5 separate regions of the Mus musculus genome follow, and regions 1, 2, 4 and 5 are each linked to region 3. A link is a contact called in public promoter capture Hi-C data. All regions are on one chromosome and are shown on one strand. Each heading gives the region's core, a stretch centred on a gene start, on an enhancer-like site or on the middle of the called end of the contact. The rest is flanking DNA. Distances are from core to core; before and after follow the strand shown.

Evidence for each region. Promoter capture Hi-C pulls out the DNA fragments that hold promoters and counts their contacts.
Region 1: a contact with region 3 is called in a promoter capture Hi-C map of embryonic stem cells, with 3 times the contacts expected there. The contact joins the promoter of Zfp119b here to the promoter of St6gal2 in region 3. A contact is called at or near these places in 2 of 39 promoter capture datasets (both in embryonic stem cells), 1 of 484 Hi-C or Micro-C datasets (embryonic stem cells) and 2 of 115 datasets of contacts at active chromatin or transcription factors (astrocytes and embryonic stem cells).
Region 2: a contact with region 3 is called in a promoter capture Hi-C map of second pharyngeal arch cranial neural crest, with 4 times the contacts expected there. The contact joins the enhancer-like site here to the promoter of St6gal2 in region 3. A contact is called at or near these places in 7 of 39 promoter capture datasets (the HPC-7 cell line, cranial neural crest, embryonic stem cells and 4 more), 6 of 484 Hi-C or Micro-C datasets (cerebral cortex, cortical neurons and forebrain) and 2 of 115 datasets of contacts at active chromatin or transcription factors (VIP interneurons and neural progenitor cells).
Region 4: a promoter capture Hi-C map of embryonic stem cells shows a contact between it and region 3, with 3 times the contacts expected there. The contact joins the promoter of Pot1b here to the promoter of St6gal2 in region 3. A contact is called at or near these places in 4 of 39 promoter capture datasets (cranial neural crest, embryonic stem cells, hippocampal neurons and 1 more) and 1 of 115 datasets of contacts at active chromatin or transcription factors (embryonic stem cells).
Region 5: a contact with region 3 is called in a promoter capture Hi-C map of trophoblast stem cells, with 4 times the contacts expected there. The contact joins the enhancer-like site here to the promoter of St6gal2 in region 3. A contact is called at or near these places in 9 of 39 promoter capture datasets (HPC-7-derived erythroid cells, cranial neural crest, embryonic stem cells and 5 more), 3 of 115 datasets of contacts at active chromatin or transcription factors (forebrain, neural progenitor cells and stem cell-derived neural progenitor cells) and 1 of 9 other capture datasets (pancreatic islet).

The regions. Positions count from the first base shown.
Region 1 is chr17:55,943,942-55,946,641 of GRCm38.p6, forward strand. It overlaps Zfp119b (zinc finger protein 119b), which reads right to left and starts at 1,318. Exons shown (of 4, transcript NM_146249.4): 1 at 1,231-1,318. The coding sequence starts at 1,233.
Region 2 is chr17:55,089,380-55,092,079 of GRCm38.p6, forward strand. No RefSeq gene overlaps it. Among named protein-coding and RNA genes, the nearest start is that of Gm32055, 240 kb to the left of the region's middle. Within about 2 kb of position 1,367, at least 5 of the 459 cell types and tissues checked have an H3K27ac peak or open chromatin away from gene starts, as enhancers often do. A contact at or near this core is called in second pharyngeal arch cranial neural crest, where this site is marked.
Region 3 is chr17:55,444,043-55,446,742 of GRCm38.p6, forward strand. St6gal2 (beta galactoside alpha 2,6 sialyltransferase 2) reads left to right here and starts at 1,340. Exons shown (of 6, transcript NM_001347403.1): 1 at 1,340-1,767.
Region 4 is chr17:55,711,252-55,713,951 of GRCm38.p6, forward strand. It overlaps Pot1b (protection of telomeres 1B), which reads right to left and starts at 1,385. Exons shown (of 17, transcript NM_028370.2): 1 at 1,289-1,385.
Region 5 is chr17:55,038,998-55,041,697 of GRCm38.p6, forward strand. No RefSeq gene overlaps it. Among named protein-coding and RNA genes, the nearest start is that of Gm32055, 190 kb to the left of the region's middle. Within about 2 kb of position 1,439, at least 7 of the 459 cell types and tissues checked have an H3K27ac peak or open chromatin away from gene starts, as enhancers often do. A contact at or near this core is called in trophoblast stem cells, where this site is marked.

The DNA.
Region 1 (2,700 bases), core at 68-2,567, 500 kb after region 3:
GAATTTGAGCTATAAATTCAACAAATGCCCAATAAAAAGTGTCACCATTTTTGATACCAAAGGAAACTGATGAAAATAAGTAACCAAGAATGAAAAAAATAATCAACACACAAAACTGGACATATACTAAACACAGCGATAACCTGACATCAAAACCTCAAACAGCTGCAATAAAGAAAGAAAATATAAACAGCAAGAAAAAAAAATAAGCAGACAGATAGACAAAAGATAGAAAATATTTCTTCCAAATAGGGAAGAGACAACTCCTTTGGCTGGGATACAGGTTTTCTTAATATAACCTTCCTTACCTTGTCTAAGTAGAGATTAAACAATTGGAGGCCTGCAAACTCAGGGGTTTTTTGTTATGTTTTTTCTGTTTGTTGTTGTTCTTTTGTTTGGTTTGGTTTTGGCTTTTTCAAGACAGGGATTCTCTGTGTAGCCCTGGCTGTCCTGGACCTCACTCTGTAGACCAGGCTGGCCTCGAACTCAGAAATCCACCTGCCTCTGCCTCCCAAGTGCTGGGATTAAAGGCGTGCGCCACCACTGCCTGACCAAACTCAGATCTAAGTATGTATCTTTTCTCTGTATTATCCCTTGTTTCCCTCCCCACCCAGTTCTCTCAGGGAACCGGAAAAACCTGCCTGCACAGTACTTCCTGGGAAAGAATAGAGATCAACAGAACATGAGAACAAACTTAGACAGAAAAAAAAAAAAATACACAAGTAAAATAGAGTAAATGTTGATGAAAGAGACCAGGAAACCCAGTGAGCCTGGCCTTACTAACACACGTTACTGGACGGTCAAGGCATCTACAAGTCTGTGTCGATGGCAAACACTTTGCATCTGCACAGAGCTAACTGCGGACGGATCCTACTCCTGAACATCAAGTGCCAAGTGCAGAACTTGTAGAAGACACCGGAGAAACTAGGGTTCTCCATGTCAGCATATCTGCCTTCCCTGGACACAGGAAAAGCAGCTGAGGCGCTCACTGCATGGTGACGTCAGCAACAAGGATGTTTTCACTCCAGGACCCGCGCCCCACACTCTGCGCAGGCGCAGCCCGGGATCGAAGTCAGACGTCGCGCTTCCGCTCCGGAGGTGCAGGGACCTCAGGTGAACAAACGCAATCACGCCGGGCGGCGAGTCTGACCGCCGGTTCCCGCACCCCGGGAGGAACCCAACACAGTCTCCCGCGGCTCCTCCCCGCGTGGGGACGGCGGCCCCGCTCACCATGGCGTGGAGACCGAGCTCGCCCCGCTCTCCTCACAGCTCCCGGCAGCGGGTGGCAGACCAGGACACAGAACCACAAGAGCCTCCCTCAGACCCGAGCCCGAACCTTTAGTATTAGGGAACGGAAGTGCTCTCCCCATTCTGGCTAGCGGATCCATGCGGCCGTGATTGGCTAGTGAGGAATGAGTGACAGCTCCCCTAGACACCGAGGGCTGTGAAGTGTCACAGCACAGTGGTTCCCAGTCCTGGTCTCCGCTCAGGCACAGAACTGTCCCAGACGCGGAGAGACAGGGACATATCGCCACAGAACTTGCGCCTGTTAGCGTACAGGCAGGTCCACAAACCTACTCTCGGGGACCTAGCAGAGACTTCTGTCATCAGATGCCATCATTTGCTGATGCCACCAGGCGCGCCCGGTCTGTTTCAGGATGAATGTATCCACCTAAGCCACCGGAGCTCTCTCCCTACTCAGCAGGCCGTCTCTCTGTTCCCCGTGTGCGCTTCTTTCTCTCTCTGTCTGTCATGTCCACTTCTCTGCCTCTGTCCCTTCCCCAGGACCTCAGTCCCCCAACCCCCACCCCCAATAAAGTTTTTTTACACCAGATGCATGGCGTAATTTCTCAGGACACACTTCGGCTCGATCTGCCAAAGCTACTTCACCTTACTATATAATGTTTCCTAACAGCAGGACTGCAGTCGTCCCTGCTCTGCTGCACCCAGGAGGCTATTTAATCTAGGCACAAGGTCTCTAGCATACACAGATCACTAAACAACCTCAAGTGGAGTGATCCACCTGCCTCACAGCCAAAAGGGCACCCAGACTATCCAGGTCAAATTTAAACCTCCTGGTTGATATTCACCGGGCATCAACCATTTTTTAAAAAGACTCATCTAAATTGCTCACACTTCTCTCAGTTAAACACTGGTAGCCAAAACACACATTCCCAGCCTTTAGTGGTTGCACTGGCTCATCATGCCAGCACTTGGGAAATGGAGTCAGGACATCAAAAGTTTAAGCCTAGTATAAAGAGTAGTTCCAGGACAGCCAGGGAGGGATACACAAAGCAATCCTGTCTCACAAAAAAAAAAAAAGTTTAAACCAGCTTGGTCTATGAACCCAAACACCAACTATTCTGGCCCCCAAAGGGGAGGTGACCAGGGTGAGAACCTGGGAGGAGAAGACAAAAATAGAAAGTTTGGGGTCACTATGTCTTGCATAACATGATGGCTCATGTTAAGCAAGTTTTTTCAGATGATATACAGCTCTGATACACTATAGGTGGAGAATGAGACAGTCAGCAGAAAGATAATTTAGCAATGTTGGCTAGAAGGACACAGGATAGATACCTCATAGTGAGCACACACTGGCCATGAGACTGATACCCATGAGACTGATAACTGAAGACCGTGGTTCCTTTGACTCCTTCAAGATGCTTGCCCAAGCACCAGACCAGACCTTCCCAAGTCTGC
Region 2 (2,700 bases), core at 117-2,616, 350 kb before region 3:
AGGAACACATCCGGTGTCTGGGACCAGCCAAGAGGGTCAGTTCTCAAGCCATCCATGTTCCTCAAATTAGCATCTGAGGATTCTAACTGGGCAAAGTCAGAAAAGAGGTCTACCTCCTAAGATATCAGCTGAGAATACAAACCTTGGTTGGGGATGAGTCTTTAACAGAATCTTGTCTGTAAGGTAACATAACCCCATAGCTTCTTCTTCTTAGAGTTGATACCAACCTTTAAGGCTAAACTAGGTACTCCACTGTGAATTATTCCAGGCTCTCCCTATAAATTCATGCTCACATTTATGGCCTGAATTTATTGCTGTAATTGCCTTTATATTTACATATTTATTATAATGACTATGCAGAAAGTGTTCCTTAAATTAGATGATGATATTATAACTATCACCCCTTTTATTTAATTCATACCAAAGATTAGAAATGCCAAATTGTTTCAATTAGCCCGGGTGAAATACCTTGGGATCTAGGCTGCTATATTTAATTGAAACCATTATTTTATGAGAGTTTAATCTCTGAATAAGATATGCATATTTACATATGTTTATTTCACAACACTTAAATTCACAGTGGATGCATAAAGCCAATTGTGAAAAACAAATGTTTTCTCTTAAAAGAACCCCGCGCTCTCTGTGGTGACCTATATCTGTAATACTAATACCCAAGAGTGGAGGCAGGAGGATAGCTGCCAGGCCAGTCTGGATTACTTTCTATTACTCTGTCTCAAAACACCTTCCACATTTGTTAAGATGGAATCTACATTTTCTTCTCTCCAGTTGTTATGTACAGATAACCTTAAAAGGAATTTAAGACCCATGCTTTTGCTTGGCTGTAGCTACTGCTTAGCAACTGCAACATTTTCCTCAGAGTTTTTCTTCATCTTCCCACATTATGTGACTTTCTTTCTTTATATTCTTTAAAATAACTCAGTAAAGTTCTGATGGATTTGACAAGTAAGAAATATGCCAAATACGCTCTTAATGTTTTAAAATTCCTCATCATGCACATAAGCCATGTGGCTTACTTTTTGATAGTTTCAGCAGATCTCATTTTTTTCACAGAATAATGATTGGCTTATCAAACTGTAACATAATTGGTGCATTTAGCTTCTATTGCCATTGTATTAGATTGAAATCCACCATAGATTCACTTTTATAGCTGCACAATAATAATAACAATAACAATCTATGAAAACAGCACTCAAACAAGAAAGGCTTTACAGGAAGCCCTTGAAACAGCTTCATGCAGAATTGGGTAATTTAATGCAGATGCTAGAATCATAAGGCTCACACGTTGCTGTCAGCTTCACCAAAAGAAGAGAGAAACCTCTTGGGAGAAAAAGAGACCCCCAAATATGCAACACTAGACACATTGAGGACAGAGATCATGTGAAACTGCTCCTGAAAACTGGCACTGAATAGTATGAAACTTGTCCATCATATTAATCATTAAATGGAATGCTGATGCAGCCAGCACAATTGAGGCTGGAACGTTATTGGAAACTGATGGTTTTATGAGAGGGCCAGATGTTTCTTGTTGAATAATTCCAAACAACAGAACCATGAATATTTCAAGTTAGTACTGTGAAATTAGCTTCTCTTCTTGATAGAATGCTAGAAGAAGTTCAGTTTGAGACTCTGTAGATAATACTTAACTTGTGACACAGAGCAGGCCCTAACAATTAGGACACAGTCTCTCCTGACATTTTGTTTAATTTGGAAAAATTAAATGCTAGATGCTGAAATAGTGCAAACTGTCACATTAATCCCCATGTTTAAAGCTTTAAAAAAAATTGCAAGTGGAGCCTCCAAGCAGAAACTGATCTTCTATGTAACCATCCAATGAAATGTGGCTCAAATCACTACAATCTTTCTGTTACTAAGTATTTAGCACAACCCAGTTCTTTCATGATGCAAATACCTAACTGCTATGAGAGTTTTTAGCATTAGGCAGTATAATCCTGATTTGGAAGTCCTTCTACAAGCTTTCTCTAAACAAGAGGGGGCTGGGGATTAAAGGCTTACATCATCAGAAGATGGATTAAACTAAGATATAAAATATGTATTAGAATGCACTCCACTGCTTTTGCTCCAAAAGAAGTCAATTATTTAGGCTTTCTTATCAAGGTAGATTGTTTTTTCAGACCCTCAGGAGTGTGACTTAATGGCTTTGATGCAGAAAATACATTATGGGAGGAAAGCAGCAGCCAGTGCTTCCTGATAACGAACAAGATAGAAAAAGACATGAGTTTCCACAGATATATTCTCATATGTCAGTTTGTATAATATATTTACAAAAATCAAGATTAGGACATGGTGAAAGCAATTCCAGAAGGAAAAAGGCTTATAATACAAACAGGGTCTGTCAGTCTGCCTATCTAGTCTATGAATGCCTCACTCAGACTGAGGTGAGAGTGACTTGCTTCCCTGTGACTTTCTTGCTTGGCTGGTGATTCATAATCTCCACCGAAATGAGAAGTAAAGAGAACTCTGTTGCTTTACCTCGAGTTTGTCTATGCTGCCATGTTGATATGAAGGAGTTAGACTCTTAAGATGTGTGAGTTTAGGTAAGCCTTTTCATTACAATTTGTCTAAACATTATTTCTCGTCCTAACCTTGAGTCTCAAAGATGCTGTGACACCACTACCGTGACCACAACTTGGAGTTTATTGGTTATGTAAATTACTAGTA
Region 3 (2,700 bases), core at 90-2,589:
GGTTTTGTTTTGTTTTGTTTTTTGTTTTTGTTTTGTTTTTAAGGTAGGCATGAAGGCATCATCTTTGAAGTACTTTTGAAAAATAGCAATATGGGATAAAAAACATTCACAGTCTGTAAGAAATGTTATAAATTGCCAGGTGTGGTGGCGCACACCTTTAATCCTAGCACTTAGGAGGCAAAAGCAGGAGGATTTCTGAGTTCGAGGCCAGCCTGGTCTACAAAGTGAATTCCAGGACAGCCAGGGCTATACAGAGAAACCCTGTTTCAACCCCCCCCCCAAAATGTTATAAATTGAGGATTTTTACTTTGCAGTGAAACATTGTAAGGATGCTACTATGCTTTTTATTACATGAATTGATTTGTTGTTACATTTAAGGACTAGAGAATGTATAATCCACTTTTAGCACCTTGTGCAGCATACCTTGCTGGTGCTTGCAAACGTACCCATTAGACAGAAGACAAAGCCTAGAGTCACAGTTTACATCACTTCAGTGACTAGCAGAGTCCATCGTGGTGAATTGTGGGAAAGGGCAGAGCACAGAATTAGCCATAGCGTATGTATTTCTCATATATAAGACGCAGTAATTAATGAGTGACAGACCATCCCTTCAGGCAGTTCTTAGAAATTCCAAGTGTCAGAAACAGTTAACAGAACTGGGGAAACCAGAGAAAGCATCGCCCAGGTACACTTGACCACACACAATGAATTTTACTCTGTGGGTTTAGTTTCCCGGTTGTTAAATGTCTGTAAACTTCTAGATTGAGTTTTGCTCATCTATCATGATGCCTAGCCCCAAACACATAGTAGGCACTCCATGCGTTCTGAATAAGTTGGACAACTAGCTAAAATATCTAAAACAAAACACCTCGACTAGATAGATGAACTTCAAATTCAATACATTCAGTGAAGAATTTGTCTTGTCCTTTTCTAACTACGCATGAAAACTTGTAGGTAACACTCACATCCAAGGGGGCAAAGTTCAGAGAAGCATGTTTACCCACAACCAGGGACCGCTGTGGATGCCTTTGAAAAATAGGAGGGTTGCAGTGACAAATGGGCATTAGCACTTGAACACACTCACATACTTTCTATCTGCGGCTCCCACAGCACCGCTCTTGGTCACCCCTACGCCCTAGAGAGAATGTGATCACCTTTTCCAGGGTTGGATGGATGGATGGAGTTGGCAAGTGGGAAGCTCTCAAAGCAGCACGTCCCCAAGTGTGTCCCTGCACTGTCGGGCGCTTCTCAGCAGCAGCCAAAGTGAGAATGCGGGCGGCTTGAGTCGGCCTGAGTCTGAACAAAGGGAGCCAGCGGCCCAGAGGATGCTGTGCTTCTCACACTCCACCCAGCTGCCTGGCGCGCAGGTAGCCCGGCTTTTGCTCTGTCTACAGAGGGCTGTGTGTTCGAAGCCAGCACACAAAGACTCACTTCCTCCCGGCCAGCTTCCCAGACCGCCCTGCCCACCACCGGCGGCCGGTGGCATTCCAGAGGCCACCACCGGGACATTCCTGTGCCCGGGTGCCAGGTACTTGGAGCAGAAGCCATTCGGGGAGCCCTTGGAGCCGCTCAGCTGGTGAAGGTGGCGGCTGGGATTAGCACGCCTTTTTAGGCAGCCGCGCCGCCCCACGCAGCGGAGTCTGCAATCGCTGTACGACAGGCAGGCTCTGCGTCGCCAGAGCGTCCCCGCCTGCGCTGGCCGCGGGGCAAGCTGCGGGCCGGAGCGCTCGCGGGAGGCCGATCAACTCCCCAGCGCCTAGCCAGCAGGTAAGCTCGGGCTGTAGATCGGAACGGGGAAGGCGGGGTTGTGTGCGGAGCACCAGGCCCGCTGCCTCGGATCGCCTGCCCTCGGGGCCACCGGCAGAGGTGCCACTGCCACGCGGATTGGAACAATGAGGCGCGCAGCGCGGAGCTGAGCGCAGCCACGCACTGCTGAGAGGCCAAGCTGCAGCCGGCGGCAACGCGGTCATGCCTTGTCGGAAAGGAGACGGCTCCTACACAGGGTCGCCTGAGCCCCTAGCGTGGCCGCGGAGCTTCCCAGGGCATCCGAGAGAGAGTAGGAGCTCGTGGTGTGCGCGCTCGCTCATCCGCTCGCTCGCCCGCCCTCCCGCCCGCTCGCCACCCGGCAAGCCCTCCTGCCCTCTAGGCTGCGGGGGTGGGGTGGGAGTGGGGGATAAAATGTGACCCTCAGGAATCCTACTGAGGCTCCAAGTACAGGAGTAGCAGCACAGGTGTAGGGACAAACTGAATGAGTACAAGCACGCAGGTCTGTGAGGTCTGAGACCTGCCGTATCCTGCTGGAATCTCCTTGGCCAGTTGCACTGAGCTAGAGTTAGATAAGCTCTGCGAACAGAAGCCAGCGCTGTATGTGGAGAAACAACAGGGTGAGCGAAAGGAGGGCTTGCACTTGGACAGGTGGACATAGTTAACTGTGGGGATGAAATACTGTGCATTGGTTTGATTTGATGTGATTTGCTTGTGAAAGGTGGAGATTTTTTTTTTAATCAAATTCCCACACCCATCTTCATGCAAATTAGCGGGCTTGCAGCTTAGAGAGCATCCTACCTTTTCTTTCTTTCTTTCTTTCTTTCTTTCTTTCTTTCTTTCTTTCTTCTTCCTTTTGTGGCTATAATGTTCATGTGCAGAGGGATTTTCGGGAGCCTCCTAAAGTCAGTGTTAATTCTTATACACTTGACTGGC
Region 4 (2,700 bases), core at 135-2,634, 270 kb after region 3:
GTGCTGCTAATATCTATGGCTGAGGATTACAGCAATCTTCAGCAAGCATGCTCACTTGCCTTTAAAAACTTGCACTGGCACAGTACTCCTAATATACTCATACTGAACTATGGGATGTGTCAGGCAGTCAGGATATTCGATTCCCTTTCTTAATCTTTAGAGAACCTTTCTCTGAATTTCACTTGGACCATACTTTTAGGAATTCAATATAGCATGTTCTAATAAATATTAAGTCATCTGGGGAAAATCTGAGGAAAAAAATATGTAAGATTCATAACTTAAGTCTTATTGAAGATACAGAAAGTGAAGTTCATTAATTTCCCAAAGTGTTTTTTCTCAACCCGGTAATACAATCTCTCAGCAAAATAAAATGTTGTTTTAGAAACCAATTACAATTTAAGAAAGAAAAAATTCTTAATGTGAAATGAAAAACTCATAAACTAGGACAATGAGGGCAAGTCAATACAAAACAAAAAGTTCAGTTTAGTCTCTGCCCCACTGTCAACTTCGGAAAATAATTACCTAGTCAAAAGTACAGGCATGATAGTGTTTTATAACAGTTCCTTTCAACTTCTCTTTTGGCTTTCATATTAAAACTTTCTGTCTCACACACACCATGGACTCTTGGTAAACAACCATATGGGTATTTCTTAAACAACAGATTAAAACTCATATGAACCTCATACTAATAAAGTCACTATCCACTTTTCAAAGAAAAAAAACAGATTAAAAGTAGATCCTACATTAATACTCTTCAATATTACTAAAGAAAGCAAAAAACAAAAAAAAAAAAAACTGAAAACAAATTATACTTTGGCAAAACGATGCTTTTTGTGTCCTCAGCAGGAAGTATCAGCTTGAATCAAAATACTTTTAAAAGCCAGTTTTCCGACCTGTTGCACGGCATAGTAGTAGCCCGTTCCTTTAATCCTAGCGCTCTCTCTGTTCACTGTGCACCAGGTTCATGCTTTTCTTCTGACACTTGTCACCTGGGCAAGTACCTGAAGCCTCTGAGGCTCCCAATAACACACACACACACACACACACACAGCGGGTTATCGCTGCCGCCAACGCATAGCGCACACACACAGACACACACACACACCCCTGAAGCTTGAGGTCTCCCTGAGAGAGAGGATGCCGAACACAGCGGGTTATCGCTGCCGCCAACGCATAGCGCACTTTCTCTACAACTACCCCAAATGTGGTTGCAAACGACCCCTCATATCATCCAGGGCCCGACCTCCAGCGATTACACCAAGAACTCCAACACCCTAGCGTTCAGTACCTCACAGAACACCGAGGATCCCGGCAACTTTTTCAACCTGCAGAGACGCGACTTCGACTTCCGGAGCCGTGGGACACACGCATGCGCACTCCAACCATTCCGCCCGCTTTTTGCTCGTGCTTCCCATAACAAAAGCGAAAGGCAGGCGGGGCCTCGGCCAAGCTCCTCCCAGTTGGTCCCTGCAGAGTAGGAAGCCTGCTGCTCCTCTTTCCACGCCCCTAATGGATTTTTCTGGGGACTAGCGGGGGGGGGGGGGGGGGGGGGAGAACACACTGTTCAAAGGATAGTAACTGGCTTGAAAGAGTCCTAAATCCTGTAGCCAATTGGAACCCTATTCCGAGTGAGACTCCAAATTCTATTTTGTTGAATAAATGGATCAGAGGCAAAACCCTTTGTTAATCTAAGTTAAGCACCCAAATGCACTTTTACACGATGTAAATAGACGAAGATAACAATGTTGTTTTGTTGTTTTTTTAATCGCAATTTAGGGCTATTATGCTATTGCCAGGCAAGTTGAAAAATACCAACAATCCTTTGTTAGTCTGAAGATTTATCGTTCTTTACTATATTTTTGAGTGATGAAAAATTGTCATGAGTTTAGAAACTTTGTAATGATTAATTTCAGAATATAGAAAGCTGAACAAGAGTATGTAGGCTTATATCGAGTGTAAAAAAATTAATTAAAAATTAAATTTTAAAAAGTGTGTAGGCTTTAAAAGTTTATCACGATTATTTGGAGTTATTTGGGAACCCTTTGTATCGGGTTAAAAGGCATTTTTAAACACAGAATAACTTTTTTATCTTTCACAAAATGTTCCACTATTAGTTTAAATTGAGTCTACATCTATTCATTTTACCCACCCACTTTTTTCAGGAAGTGGGGAAAGTTTTGAAATTCCATTGATGAAAATGAAGGTCTTTTGTTCATTCTTTTAAACTACATGCAACATTAATGGCACTGCCTATGTTAATTGTAACTGTTAATCTTTCTCCCTTAAGTTCATCAAAGTTCATCAAAGACTGAGTGCATTGACAAAAATGATGGGATTGTATGCATTTATGGTAGGATGGAAATGATCTCCATTGTTCTATCAATAGAAAAAAATCAGTTAAAGGTATCTTTCCCATGACTGAGAAGAATATTTCCATGTACGTGATTTCCATGTAATTGAGTTAAAGAAATTCAGTGTGATTGGGGCACATTCCACCTATAACATGAAGTCAGAATTTGGCACAATGGAATCGAATATGTGAAGAAAACCAAATAAATTGGCATTGCTACTTACGTTCCCATTAAAATGATATAAATGGGACGAATTTTGAAGTGAGTATATTAGACTAAAAGGAGACTTAAAATCAAAATGTACTTCTTTAGTTTGTTATTTATGTCTGCTTATCTATGCTAGTGTCAT
Region 5 (2,700 bases), core at 189-2,688, 400 kb before region 3:
TGATGATATTTCAAAAGCCACTGCCCACTAATTTCAACATTCCATTTGTACAAATGAAGGTGGACAATGTGATAAGTTCAGGAGCAGTCTACCTCAAGAAAATTTAATTTTTTGCTATTAATTTGAAATTTTCAATAATTTTGTTCTATAAACTAGTCAACATACAGATTACTAAGAAAAAAAATGTAAGAAACATCAATGCACACATACACATCAGGATACCCTAACAGGACAATGTAGTTGAAGTGTATGTATAGTCTAGCAGAGAATGGGCTTCTAAGAAACGGAGCTGAGTGGTAGATTTTAGAAGAATGAAGGAAGCAAGGCTTTTGGAAGTATATAAGTAAGGGCTGCAGACTGCAGACAACTGTGACAACCTTTGATTGGGCTGAGTGTCATATTCCAACCTCTTTTTTTAATGAAAATATTCCTAGGTTTACATGGGGCATTGGAAAGTTGTATTGGCAGTGGCCAGATGTTTGTTTTCCTAATGTTAGTTTCCTCTCTATATTTATTCCTTTATAAAAGGAGTATTTCAGGGTTAATCTCATATGCATTTTCCTATAATATCTGTCTTAAAACTGGCACATACATTACAGAGAAGCACATTTTGAAGTCAACAGTAGTTAACCAAGATGTCCAGCTGTCCATCTTCATGTTCTATGGTCCCCAAACTATAAATAAAACTACAAAAAATCTATAATGGATCAACAATAATGGGGTTCAGGGCTGGAGAGATGGATCAGCAGTTAATGGCATTGGCTGCATTTGTAGAGAACCTAGGTTCAAATGTGAGGACACACATGCTGTCTCCCAATCTGCATAACCCCAATCTTCCAATTTAAAACAGTTGCATTAATACATGTATTTTATTGCTTTATGCCACAGACCGACCTCAGTTGGCCCCCCTCAATCCGTGGGAGAAATCAGGGTTCCGGTTACAGGTAGGAAGGAGTCGGCAATAAAAGGGTGACAAACAGATACAGACACAAGGGAGTGTGGTATCTGAATGTAATTTGTCAAAGTGAGCATCAGTCTTATATATTACAGGAAACAAAGAAATTAAGTGATACATTAAGGCCACCCAAGGTACATTGAAGTTATTTGATGCAAAATTACTTTGACAACAAAACAGAGGAATGCGTACTTAAAAGCTAACAGGAACCAACTGGGATAAAATCAATGTTAACAACTAGGATCAAAAGCAGCCCCACCTAAGGTCAGTTTATTCTTAGAAGCCAGGGGCAAGGGCTTCATGCCCTTGACATAGTTCCGATTCTAGTCTATTGTATAGTCCACCTTCCCCCTAGGCCATTGTAAATTCCTGTGTATGGGAGTGACTTGGCTATCTATAGTTCTAAGTATTTACTCTAGTTCCTTCTTAGACCAGAACCTACCTTCTTCCTAGGCCATTGTAAATTCCTGTGTATGGGAGTGACTCAGCTATCTATTGTTCTAAGTAGTATGTAGACTAGCCCTGAGATTACTTGCTCTATTCTAGTGAATTGTAATACCTGATTACTTTCACTGTTTCTTACAATACTAGAGGTAAATCTGAATGTTACTGAATAGTTAACCTTCTTACTGAATTCCAAGCTCAGGGACTGCTCAAGGACTGCCTAGGACATTGGAACACTGATGGAGGCTAATCTAATTTAGCTACATGTCAAAATCAATCCTTAGAGGCTCTTATAATAAACAATATTGAGGGAAAGCACACAGATCCATACACCCGACTAAAGCAAGGACAGATTTGGAGCATTCATTATTACAGGATGCCACGGTTCCAGGAGACTAAGTTTCTGTGAACTTTTCGCCTCAGGGCTGCATCCAGGCTTTTGGGCCTGTCACGTGGATCACTACTGGAGTGGGTGTGGCAGCTTTATTAACACATATTGGCAATCCACTGGGTGCTGTGTTTTATTGTATATCCAACACATTAACGTTATGTTCCACTATCCATGGAAAACAACTAAGGGTGAGGACATATAAGGTACATGAGCAAGCAACTCTCAAGTATATGAAAATTAGTCTTAATAGAAGGAATTATTTGTTAATTATAATGATGATTCTAATTAATGCTATGTGTTTAATAAGCAAGACCATAGACCCATGTGTTGAAGGATTGATATTCAGTCTATGTTGTCATGAGGAGGTGGTGGAACATTTAAAATGTAGTGATTATTAGCAGGTCATGTCATTGGGTACATATCCAGTATTGAGGGACATACTGGAACTCCAGCCTCATTGTCAATCTCTTTTATTTCCACAATATGAAATAATATTTTACTCTTCCACACACACATCCATGATTTTCTTCTTATAGTGAAAGGAAATAAAACTTGAGACCTGTGATTCATGTAATGTATGTCAAATAGCCCAAAGAGTTGTTTGTGAGCTTTGAAACCTGGCGCTGAGAACATAGCAGAACAGGCCAGGACATGCCCGGGCAGGCCCGTCGTTACATGTCCTGACTGGCCTAGTGCCTCCCTATCTTCCGCCCTTCTGACAGTCTGTTAATGTTTAAATGGACCAATCATGTGAAACCGCGCCAATTCCTCCCCCCAGCCCCACCCCTTTTCTATAAAAACCCCTAACTTCCAAGCGTCAGGGTTGAAACCACTGTCTCCTGCGTGAGATATGTTTCAAACCGGAGCTCTGCCATTATGGCTCCACCATGTGGTCAACACCTCTGTCTCC